Linked DNA regions of Capsicum annuum: region 1 is linked to region 2. The links are chromatin contacts, called in public Hi-C maps. All regions are on one chromosome and are shown on one strand. Each heading gives the region's core, a stretch centred on a gene start, on an enhancer-like site or on the middle of the called end of the contact. The rest is flanking DNA. Distances are from core to core; before and after follow the strand shown.

The links. Hi-C and Micro-C count contacts between places; a contact is called where the count stands out from the background.
Region 1: a Hi-C map of leaf shows a contact between it and region 2, with 2.1 times the contacts expected there. The contact joins the promoter of LOC107863914 here to the promoter of LOC107863917 in region 2. A contact is called at or near these places in 2 of 5 Hi-C or Micro-C datasets (leaf and placenta).

The regions. Positions count from the first base shown.
Region 1 is chr3:38,149,727-38,155,892 of UCD10Xv1.1, reverse strand. LOC107863914 (sm-like protein LSM2) reads right to left here and starts at 1,773. Exons shown (of 4, transcript XM_016710113.2): 1 at 1,625-1,773; 2 at 1-37.
Region 2 is chr3:38,005,999-38,012,206 of UCD10Xv1.1, reverse strand. LOC107863917 reads left to right here and starts at 2,462. Exons shown (of 5, transcript XM_016710119.2): 1 at 2,462-2,936; 2 at 4,503-4,683; 3 at 4,831-5,284. The coding sequence starts at 2,850.

The sequences.
Region 1 (6,166 bases), core at 524-3,023, 140 kb before region 2:
AGTATATCACTGTGTTCTCTGTGTCCTTGGCAGCTATCTGCTTCAAAAAAACACGAAAATTTTCAGCCTTCTTTATAACAAAGTACAACGACAACACCTAGTTTGGAATATTATGAAGGCTCATAATACTGGAAGGGCTCATAAATTAAGTCGTTTTAGACGGGAGCTCACAAGTAGACTTCTTTTTTATTGTATTATATACTATAAATGGAAAAACAATTACAGTTGCCTATACAACAATAACAACAACAACAAACCCAGTATAATCCCACAAGTGGGGTGTGGGAAGATAATGTGTATGAAGACCTTAGCCTTGGAAGGTAGAGAGTTTCTAGAGTTGTGCCATGTTCTATCTAGTCACCTCTTCCGTTACTTCTTCAACTAGCCTCTATCTCTCCTGAAACCATTCATAGCCAACCTCTCACACCTCCGCTTAGGCCTCAGTGCAACTCCTCTTCATGTCTAAGTCATTTCATCCTCGCTTCCCATATCTTGTCTTCCACAAAGACCACGCCCACCTTTTTCTTGAATATCTACATTTTTAATCTTATATCTCTTAGTAAGCCTATACATCCATCACAGCAACCTTATTTCCACAATATTCACCTTCTGACTGTAAGTGTTCTCGACTAACTTTATCATCATCATCCTATTGGTGACCATTCTAACCTGCACCACATGCTCCTTGAACTCCATATTTACCACCAAAATGCCTAGACCATCCAAACCTTCACCACGTGCTCCCTCAACTCCATAATTACCACCAAATGCCTACTCCATTCCTATTCCTCAAGCCTCGAGTATAACAACTTATAGTCATCTACATCCCTCACCAGTTCCTACCTATTTGATCTCCTGAGCACAAGCTATATTAATACTCTTCTTAAGAATTGTCACTACCCCTACAAACTTCCTCATCAATATCCTATGTTTTAAAAACCTACTCTCAGCCTAGCAACTCCCATAACCCTCTTACCAACCCTAACCCTCTCCCCCAACCTTTAAAATAAAACTCAATAGCACACTATACACACCTCAACGGCCCGTTTTTTTACACAGAGAGTTGCTTTGACTTCCTATAATCCCAAATAACTGAAAAAATAACACTAAAAAAAAAAAAAAAATGCCTTGAACATCCTAACCTTCACCGCGTGCTCCCTCAACTCCATATTTACCACCAAAATGCCTATTCCATTCCTATTCCTCGAGCATTTTGAGTACCACAACTTATTTCCCACCCATTTGATCTCCTGAACACAAGTTATATTAACCTTCCTCCTTTAAGAATCTTCACTAGCTCTATCAACTTCCCCATCAATATCCCTATGTTCCAAAACCCTACTCTCATCCTAGAACTCCTTTAACCCACTTACCATCCCTAACCCGCTCCCCCAACCTTTAAAATAAATTTCAACAGCACACACTATTCAAATACTTGTTCCGGTTGATTAGCAATTGAAATCAGTTGTAAATTTTAACTTCCTATAGTCCCAAATACTACACTTAAAAAAGGAAAAACAGCATCTCTTAGGGACTGACTAATTAATTTATTTATATCTCCTAATCTAAAACATTCACAAAGTAGGGATTTTTTTTAATAGAGAGATGTAAAGAAGGAACTTACCTCGATTTGGCCGGAAGGGCAAGTGTGCGTGGTGAGGTGAAAGCGGATGGTCCGAATTTGGAGTAAATTTGCTTCAACACATAATACAAGCAAATATACCCAAAACCCTTTTTATAAAGTGAGTCCTATTGTGCATGATTTTTTTTAATTTAATTTATATATAATTTTATTCTACTCATTTATTTAGTTTTTTTTTTTTGGTAAAGTAGATGCATTAATAAAGTAAAGGGAGTTTTACCCAGCAAGGCCTAATCCGGCACAAAAACATAACAAATGAAACTAGTAATCCCATTACTTATTGCAAATCGGGGTTGAGATTTCCCCTTAAAATCTTCCCAAAAAAACTACTCCTACATTGACTGGTGAAGTTAGAAAGACATGGAGTCTATCAACAAAGTCTCGCTCTGAGCCTTGCTTTGCTAGCATATCTGCTACTCTATTCTGTTTCCTGTAGGGGTTGTAGACCGGAGGATTCTCCAAGCTCCCTAGTAAGCACCTGCATTCATTAACAACTCAATCATAGAGTAAGTTACCATGGTGAAGCATTCTTATGATTTCCATAGAGTCAATGCAGACTTCTAATGGCTTGAGATATTGTTCTAATGCAAGCTTAAGGCCTTCTTTAAGATCTAGGAGCTCCATGAGGTTATTTGTGGCATGGGTAAAGCTCTTGCTAAACCCCACAACCCAATCACCTTTGCATTTATTTGGTTACTAGATTAGTGTACGCGCTTTGCGCGTGATTAAAATACGTGCTTCATTTTGGAAATAATCATTATAGAAAAAGATTCTGGGCTTAAATACGGACTTCGTCGTTAATTAGTCGCTAAATTACTCATAATTTTTTTTTCATTTTATAATGGAGCTTACTTGGTCACAATTCTATTTCGCATCATTTTAATATATTTTTTGCATTTAATTTGGATGCGTAACATCATAATATAATATTATTTGTGAGGGTTCAATTTTCCACCTTGTAATCCTCTTCTCTATTATCACTTCAGCTACCCCCAATTTTAAAAAAAAAAAAAAGTTTTTAAAAAATAGTTTCTGCTACTCTCAAAAATATATATTTTCTTCCTAAAGTTTGACCAAACACTATATTCTTATAAAATAAGCACTTTTGACCTCTGAAAAGTAACTAACCAATAACAAAAAAAAAAAAAAAAACATAAAACATAATATTTGAATCCCTACCATTGATCCCCGAGAAAATTGTCTTCAATTTTTTTCATTACAAATAAAAAAAGAAACAATATTAGAATTGAAGAAGAACAATAATAATTTAATAGAAAATAAATGACAAGTAAAAATTATTTGTAGTGAAATAAACTAAACATGAGACTAAAACCTAAAAACAAGTTTAATATGTATATATAGGACTCACCTATTAAAATTTAGATATGTATAAAGATTTAAAAAAAAAAGAAGCTATTATTATATATAGGTAAGAAAAAAACCTATGTGAAAATTTGGAGATATATTTAATAAGGTAATATTTCAATAGAGTTTTGAGACTTTTTAACCTAAAATAGAAAACTCACCTAACAAAGTACTTCTGTTAAAATTGAGAATTAGTAGAAAACTTTTTTTCCATATATTTATCATATTCAATATTTAATACTATTGTGATAATTATATACTTATTGAAGGAAAGAAGTGAAAAGACTATTTTGTCTATTGCAGGGTCTTTTAATGAAGGACAAAAAGTTTGTATCATTTTTCTAAGGGTCTTCACACCTTTAATATATTATAGCTATATATTCTTTCCGCTTCAAAATGAATGACATATTTTGATTTGATATGGAGCTTAAAAAATTAAAAAAAAAACTTTTAAATCTTGTGGTTCTAAACATTAAAGATATGTCAAATGTACCAAAATATTCTTAAATCTTGTTGTCTTAAATATGTCATATAGAAAGTTGAAATTAAAATATTATCAAAAAAAGAAAGGGATCATTCATTTTTAAACAGATTAAAAAAAGTAGATAATTCTTTTTGAAATGGAAGAAGGAATAAATTAGTAATATGAATACCTAGTGTTAGGCATGTGCTCAAATCTATTTGGTTCGATTTTGGTCATCATCTCTTTAATGTCATTCTAAAATTTAAAATAAATTAAATTAGCATAATTAACATTTAAAAAAACATTATAAAACAACTTAATCACATCATATGAGAGTCTACATCAATTGAAAATGTGGTCAAATAAGTATTAGCACTGATCATATGAGTATTAGTACGGACCACTTAATCAGAACAAACTTATGCCTTGAGAAACAACTCTTATTTTCAAACATTACTAGTCTTAACACCACTCACAACATATATAATACTCACTTGATCACGTATTCAATTATTCTAGATTTTCATACGATGCGATGTAGTTGTTTACGATGTTCGAATGATGTTCATTCCGCTAATTTTATTTTTTATTTATTTTTCACCTTTTCTTGTCATATACTGATCATATATTAGTGATTTGAGAGCATTGCATGTATTAATACTCATTTGATTATGTCTAAAATTAACATGGACTCACAATTAATGTAACCAAGTAGTTAAACAATGTTTAGATGTTGTTAATTATGCTACTTTAATTTTTTAATTTAATTTCTCAAATTTTTTAATCTAAAAGTTGGACTAATGTACTATGATAACCATAATATTTTTAAAAAAAATTATTAAATGATTATGGTGATATATTGAATCGAGGTTGTGGGCACTATTAAATTCTCTTTGCTCTTTCTCTCTTTCTTTAACGTCTCTTCTCGAATGTTAATGACCGAATGTTAAGCCTGGCATCGACGATCTCTCTTCAACGGCATGTAAGGCATTCTTCTCTCTACTCTTCACTCAGATCTATTTACCCTACTCTCTCTATTCTCTTTCTCTCTCTCCCCCTCTTCTTCGATTAGTCACTACTGTCTCCACCGGTACTCCATATTTCTCTGTGAGATACAAACTAGTCTCACTACAGGAAATAATGTTCCGGCGATGACTAAAAAGCTATGGTTTGCTTCAAGATTTCATGAGCGAACAGGTAAATCAGATCCAGCTTCTCTAAAGTTCTTCCGGCGAAGCTCCAACGGTAATATTTTGCCGACCATTTTGGCATCAATTATTGTTGGAATCCAACAACGAAATCAAGACAGGGGTCCCTACTCTCCATTATCTAGCATATTCCAGTGGTTTCTATTCCTCACTCTTTACTTAGTATTTCTATTTTTCTTTTCTTTCCTGAATTGTTGCCTCTTGGGTGGTCTGTTTTTGTCTACTAGTTTGATTTTTTTTCTTCTTTTTTTTTTGAACTCCATCCTCTGTATTCTCTAGTCTTTGATTTTTTTAGTTTATGTCTTTTTTAGGGTATTATAATCTGCTAGTGGTCTTTTTAGCAGTGTTATTCCTGGACTTTTCTATTTTTTTATTTGTGTTTTACGCCTTTCCAGTATATTATTCCTTTTTATTTCTTTTCTTCTTTTATTGAGTAGTGGCATTGGTGGTTAATGGTAGACTAGGATCATATCGTAGGTCAGAGTTGAGGTTGGGGTTGGGTTAGTTTTAGGGTTGAGTTTGGGGTTAAGGGAAAAGGGTAGTAAGTTAAGTGGGACAAGTGAGACTCTAGGTTGAGATTTGGGTTTTAAAATATATGGACTCTTCAAGGTAAGTCGATGGAGTTCGTGAACATTTTTAGGATGAGAAGGATTAGTATAGCTTGTGTCCAGGAGACTAAATGGATAGGCTTTAAGGCAAAGGATATGGACGGGTTTAAGTTATGGTACTCTGGTAATGTGAGACATAGGAATGGGTAGGTATCTTAGTTGATGACAAGCTTAAAGGTCTGGTGGTAGAAGTTAAGCGGGTCAATGATTAGTTGATATCGATTAAGTTGGTCATTAGAGGGTCTTTATTGAATGATATTAGTGCCTACGCTCTGCATGTGGGATTGGAGAGGGGGAAAGAAGGGCTTTTAAGAGATTTTGGATGAGGTGGTGAGGGTGTTCCGAGCACTGAGTAACTTTTCATAGGAGATGATTTCAATGGGCATATTGGGTCTTTATTAAGAGGTTATGATGATGTGTATAATGGTTTCAATTTCGGGGAAAGGAATGAAGGAGGACCCTCACTTTTGGATTTTACTAGGGCCATTAGGTTGGTGGTGCCGAATTTGAGCTTCTCGAAGAAATAGGATCACCTTAGTACCTTTCATAGTTCAGTGGACAAGACTCAGATAGACTTTTTTCTCATTAGAAATGGTAATAGAGCACTTTGTAAGAACTATAAGGTTATACCTAGCGAGAATCCTTCGACTCAACATAAGCTTTTGGTGACGAACTTAGAAATCAAGAAGGGCAGAAAGAAGAGGAGTGTGGAGTGTCGACTAAGGATTAAGTAGGGTAGCTTGACTTTGACCAGTGCTTTAAATATAGAAAAAAAGTTGACAACTACAAGGGCTTAGGAGAGTAGGGGGATATGGATAATATGTGGAAGATGACTGTCAATTGCATTAGGGATTCAACTAGAGAGGTGTTGCGTGTCTCA
Region 2 (6,208 bases), core at 1,213-3,712:
TTAATTATACGACTAATATGATTAGTTATTTCTTACCCCATTATTCATGAGTTATTTCTTGCTTCTTACTTCATTAACCATTAAAGTTATTTTAAATTCTTAAAGAGATATCTAAAATTTATGAGGGTCGTATTACATAACTAAATAATTTTGAAGTGGTATTATTACATCTATATTGTTAAGAGAGTGAAGAATTAAGGAAGAGATTAAAATTTTATTTTTTAAAAATAAAATTATTGTAAAGTATATTTTTTCATTTTTTTCTTATTATTATAATCAGGGACGGCTTAATCATATTAGTGGCTTAATGTCAAAAATCAAATGGAGGCCTTAAATTTTTATGATTTTTTTTTTTATAAAGTCTACCTTTTAAATTCTTGATATGCAATTTGTGAATAATTTTTTCATCTAATAAAATAATTAATTTATTTAATCTTTTCGAGACATAGTATATCATATATACAAAATTTCTTCTAATAATTCTTTTCTCTTATACAAAAAGTTGTTTTTTTCTACAAGTGTTTAATATTTTTTTTTTTAAATTACAATTTATTATTGCCTAAGATGGTTGCCTATATTTTAAAGCTATAGAACCGGCACTGATTATAATCTTTTTCATTTCTTTTTTCTTCTTCAAAAATTGATGCCACCCTTTTTTTCATCTCCTTCTACTCCTCCCCTCCGCCCAATCTAATCCACTTTCACTTTTTATCACTTATTCACAACTTCACTCATTATTAATCATTGGTGCTTTAACTATTTTCAATTTTATTATTTTATCTGAAAAAATTATTTATATTTTGAATGATTTTATAAAATTCATTAAAATTTAATATGATTTGAAAAACATTATTTAACTATTTTATTTGAGATTCAATTTAAATCTGTATCAATGATTTTTTTTTTTAATTTTGACTTTTAAGTTTTGCTAAAGTTATTAAAAAAAGAAAGAAAGAAGAGATATCAAACTTTCAGATTTGTTCAAAACGAAAAAAAGAAGAAGCATGTTATGTATGAAAAAAGAAAAAACTCGATTTATACATATATAAAAAATGGTGAGATTAGTAGTTGGTGAAGAAGAAAAACAATGAAAGAAAGAAGAAAATAATACAGGGGACAAGGGTTAGTGATGAACATAGAAGGACCATCAGTGGTTAAGTGGATAGGGTTACTTCTCCCTTAATTAGAGGTTTTGGTTTAAGCATTAGGTATGAAAAATTTTTTGATAGGGAGCGCTACTTTTCGAGCGGGCCTTATCAGGCGTAAATCCGAATTAATTGGATTTCAATGTGGATATCAAACACCAAATGAGAAGTTAAAAAAAATAATAATAAATAAAAGCGGGTGGGTAGAAAAAGAGAAAAAAGAAAGAAAAATAAAAAGAAACACTAAAAATGAAATAAAAAAAACTTTAATTAAATTAATGTGTCAAATGAGGATTAATGTGTGATATCTACTTCTTTTTTTTTAAATTAAAATTTATTTAAAATGAATGTGATTATATCACTTTAAAATTGGTGGGATAGTAAAATCTCTGTGAATTTTTAAGTGTTTTTTTACAAATTTGAGATAATTTTAATGATTACTTTATTTCTTTTCTTTTTTTCCAACGTTTTCCCCTCTATGTGTTGTTTTTCCTTTTCTTTAAAGAGGCTGATCAACAAACCAAAAAATTGTTAAACTAGATTAGCGAAGTACTGTGCAAAAGGTATAAATTTATGGCCACCTTGAATCTCAAATTGGTCACTTTGGAAGGTGAATCACACACCTTGTTACGTATTGATTCATAATATATTAGTATATTAATATATTACTTTAATAAATATAATATATGAATAAATTTTGTTATTTTTATTATTATATAATCTCATAAATTAATAATTTAAAAAATAAATTTATTAAAAAAAGTAGTGCGAGATATGACTACTATTAAAAAGTATGACAAGAAATAATATACAATTATTAAATAATAAATAAAAATTAAAAAATAATGACGTAATCTTATCAAATCATTGGTTACATAAAATAAAACTTTTTATTGTACCCTAACAATGAATCTTAACAATACGATATAATATAATCTAAGGAACAAGCAAAATAAATATGGTATGTAAATTAACAATATAATACAATAAAATACTATGGGTAACAACTATAATCATATTGTAAGGAGTCGTTCTGTAGTTGTCTAGAGTTACGTTGTTGTAAGTTTTTTTATGTATCATTTAATGTAAAATTGTTTATTTATTTATATATATATCTTTATAATTTAGAAATATATTAGGTATGTGTGTTTTAAAATTATAAATACAGTATATTAATTTTATATTTGAATTGCTATCTCCTAATAAATTATCAAACTTAATACTATTAATATTTGCATATTTATATATCTGAATAAACCAGCTATCGGACAGCTTTTAATGAACGGAATTTTCCCATCAAATAAGAGGAAGAAAATGACATTTCCAATCAAATCTTGATTTGTGGTAAGCAAAATTATGATTAAAACAAAAAAGATCTTAAATTGCGTGAAAAAACATTGACGTAATACAATAAACAAACCTCCACCACATCTCTCACAAGATTCCAAAAACATAGAAAAAGTCGAAAAACCTTTCTTGTCTTTGTCTTATTGATTCAAGAATCCCAACAAAACAGCAAAAAGATGTAACCCCAAATTCCTCAAAGGGCCACTTGAAGTTTCTAAACCACCAGATTGCAATAAAATCTTGAGAAAACTTGAGGTGAATAGTAGGATAAGCCACAGATGTTGTGACCATCAAGATTTAAAAAGAGAGATTTTCTGGGTCAGAAACTTTTAAGATAACAAGTTTCTGAACTGAATTATGGTTGAAGGTTGTCTTATGGCTTCTCATGGTTATCCTCCTTGGAGTTTTTCACCTCCTGAATTGACTATAGGAAGGGGTTCTAAGGTAAAGGTGATTTTGGAACTCCTTTTTGGGTTCAGATGTAGTTAATGAGTGACTGAGTGATTCTTTTTTATAACGGCGGTGTTCAGACCAGCTTTTGTTTGTCTAGACTAATTCCATGTGATTGATTAATTGATTAGTTGATGGGGTTTTATTTTTTGTTTTCTTGGTGTTGGTTGGTAAAATATTTTGTTTTGTCAATTTGTAATAATTTTAAGAACTGTTTGATGTATGATATTTGTTACTATGTTTAAGGTAGTTATTTGGATTTCTTCACTCTGTTTTTATAGTGGATCTTAACTAGTTTGGGATTGAAATTTGGTCGTTGAATTGATTGATGATTGATTGCTAACGTGTTTCGTTATGTCAATTTGTACTTTATTTAAGTGTCTGATTCAGGTGATCGCTCCATTGTTGCTGATGAACGTTGTCAGATTATATAGTGTTAATGAGTGCAATTCTTGTTCCAATTTTGGAGAGGCTGTAGTTTCACCTTATATTTTTGAGATGATGGTCCAGAACACTCATGAACTATTACTTTTTCGCTGGTTTCATCCCCAAATATTAGTTGTTCCCTTTTCCTACCTGAACGATCATCATATATGTCTTTTTCTACCTGAACCATCACCATCCAGGGACGGAGCTAGGTTGACCCGAGGGGGTTCATCCAAATCTCCTTCAGCGGAATAATACACTGTTTAAATGTTGAATCACCTTTGGTTTCTTTTAGTATTTACTTCTTCATATTTTGAACCCCTTAGTAAAACTTCTGGCTCCGCCATTGTTACCATCCATGTATTAACACACACATAGTAGAGTAGATAGTAATAGTTCTGGTAGGAAAAGGATATAATTGATAGTTGTCTTAATCATCTTCGAGGTGTGTTTTAATATAGATGGTTATAGTTCAAGTAGGAAAAGGGAATTGATAGTTGGGGTGTGAAACTCATGAAAAAGTGATAGTTTAAGTGTGTTTTTGACCATTAACTCAATATTTTTATAAGTTTATTTTGTTTCTAAATCTTCTCTCTCTATATATATATACAATTTGAGTTCTACCTGTTTATATGCTGGTTTTACTGGATGTCTGATTCACAATCTGCTAAGATGGTTGAAATGAGAAGAGATCAGTAATGCTAGTAGTTGTCTTCCTTTCTTCCTTCAAGCCTGGGGTGTATTCAAATATTATTATTGGATTATCTGACTTGAGAAGGAAGACATCCCATGCTTAACATTTTGTTGTCCTACTCCAGTCCTATGATAGAAGCATATTTTTTGCAATTAGAGATGCGCTATTTGCATTAGAGTTGCAACTTTTATGGATTTGCTTTAATTTTGGGATACCAAGGGATATGCACCTAAGATATCTCAGGTGTAATCAAAGTTCTGCAGTCTTATTCTTTGTTGCGTACGGCCCTGCTTCTGATATTTGTTGTTCCCTGTTGTTTAAAGAATTGTCGAGTTGTTTGGCAATTGATGAGCAGTTTATCACTTTGGTAGTCTGGTCTGATCTTTAACTTCAAGTGATCCTAGATCCACTTAAATGGTCCGCTTTCTTTCTAATTGCAGGATAGCGTTCCTTTTTCTCCTATTCCTGGAGTGAATCAAGATATGGCGATGTCAAGTTGTGCTAGCCTAAGGTTGAATCAGAGACTGGATTTATGGAAACCAATGAGTCGGTTATTGGCAGGCAGTCCCTTTGTCAGGATCCTATCAACCATTGGGGGACCAATACTCGTAGATGTGCGAGGTTCATAGTCCACGCTTCCTCAAAATTTTGCTTAAATTTTGAGTTTTAGTTTCTTGATCATCTTAGATGGATCCGTTATCGCTCATGAAAACTATTCGTATCTTTTTAATACTGTACCATACTTATGACCCCTATCTTTTAACGCAGACAATCACTTCAACTCAGTGCTCTTTAGCTTTGGGATTGCTGAACAATGCACAAAGCAGGAGAAGATTCTGAAGTACCTTAGGTCTGGATCAACCGATGTAGAAAGCGGTGGAAAAGATATGTCTATACTCTTTGATCTCATGGGGCCACTGGCACATGCAATAGACATGCATCAACGAGAATTTGCTTCTTATCTCGAACAACAGTTTCATGATGCAAAGTCCCAGCCATCTCTTGTTTATCCAAGTGCTGCACTCCACCTATGGGAACCTTCTTCAAATTTGATAGGACTAAATTCAGGAAAAATGATCCATTTTGATGACCGTCTATTAGTTAATGGAGCCAGTGCTAGGGTTGAGATGAAGGACATACTTTCAATTATCTCTGAGTTCTACTTCTCAAGGAACTCAATGAAAAGCACAAAGCACGCAATGCTGGTTCCATACTTTGACAGGTAGCAATATTTTCTTTGCTTGAATTCTGTTCTGAAGTTTTTGTTGAGTAGTTGGGTCAAGTGTTTTCTTGTTCATTTGGTTTATCTTATTGAAAATAGAACTTACTGGGCTTTTCTTTTCTGTATTGATTCTCCTCTGTGAACAAATGTAGCCCATAAAAGCTTTTCTTCTGGCTTGCAGCGCCATAGGTTTGTTGTGGTTCCGACACTCGAAGATAGAGATATTGTAGCTAAATTAATAATTTTTGTTTCTTGAATAATTTGATATCTCGGTTGAAGTGAGTTAGTTCCTTGTCTCGCAGATGCTACTTTAAGGCGACAAAATGGGTTGGTAAAAATATAAGAGCGACAGTTATAACGATTATCACAGGTAAGGACTAGAAGGGGAATAATTAAATAGTAAAAATGAAGCCTCTACCACTATGAACAGGTAAATGCTTGGCTAGTTGCATATTATCTGAAGATATAAGTACAATGATGCAATCAAGATGATAATAGCTATAGGGGCATGGGAAAAGAAGATGCATATGCAGTGATTTGCCAATGGAGTGTAGAAACATCATAGTTTGGAACTGAAGTGATTTCCTAATTTAGTTAGAACCCCTAGAAAACCAAGGTTGTCATATCAGGTCTAAATAAGCATCTTAGCATGTAACCATTTTGATCCTGTGGGAAAGGGTACCATGCTCAGATACACTGGTTAGCATCAGTTTACTCTGAGCTGTAATAGGGTCAAGGTCTTCCGTCTGTACGGGCCTGCCCTAGTAGATCATAGATGCCTCTTGTGTGCCTATATGGGAAAGACATACATAGGAGGTGTTCTCTAGCTATTGCTATCTATATGTAATGTTACCAGTTTAAGCTTGGCTCATCATGGCAATGAGTCAGCGTCATAATTTTCTTGAGAAAGGATTTATTAGCTTC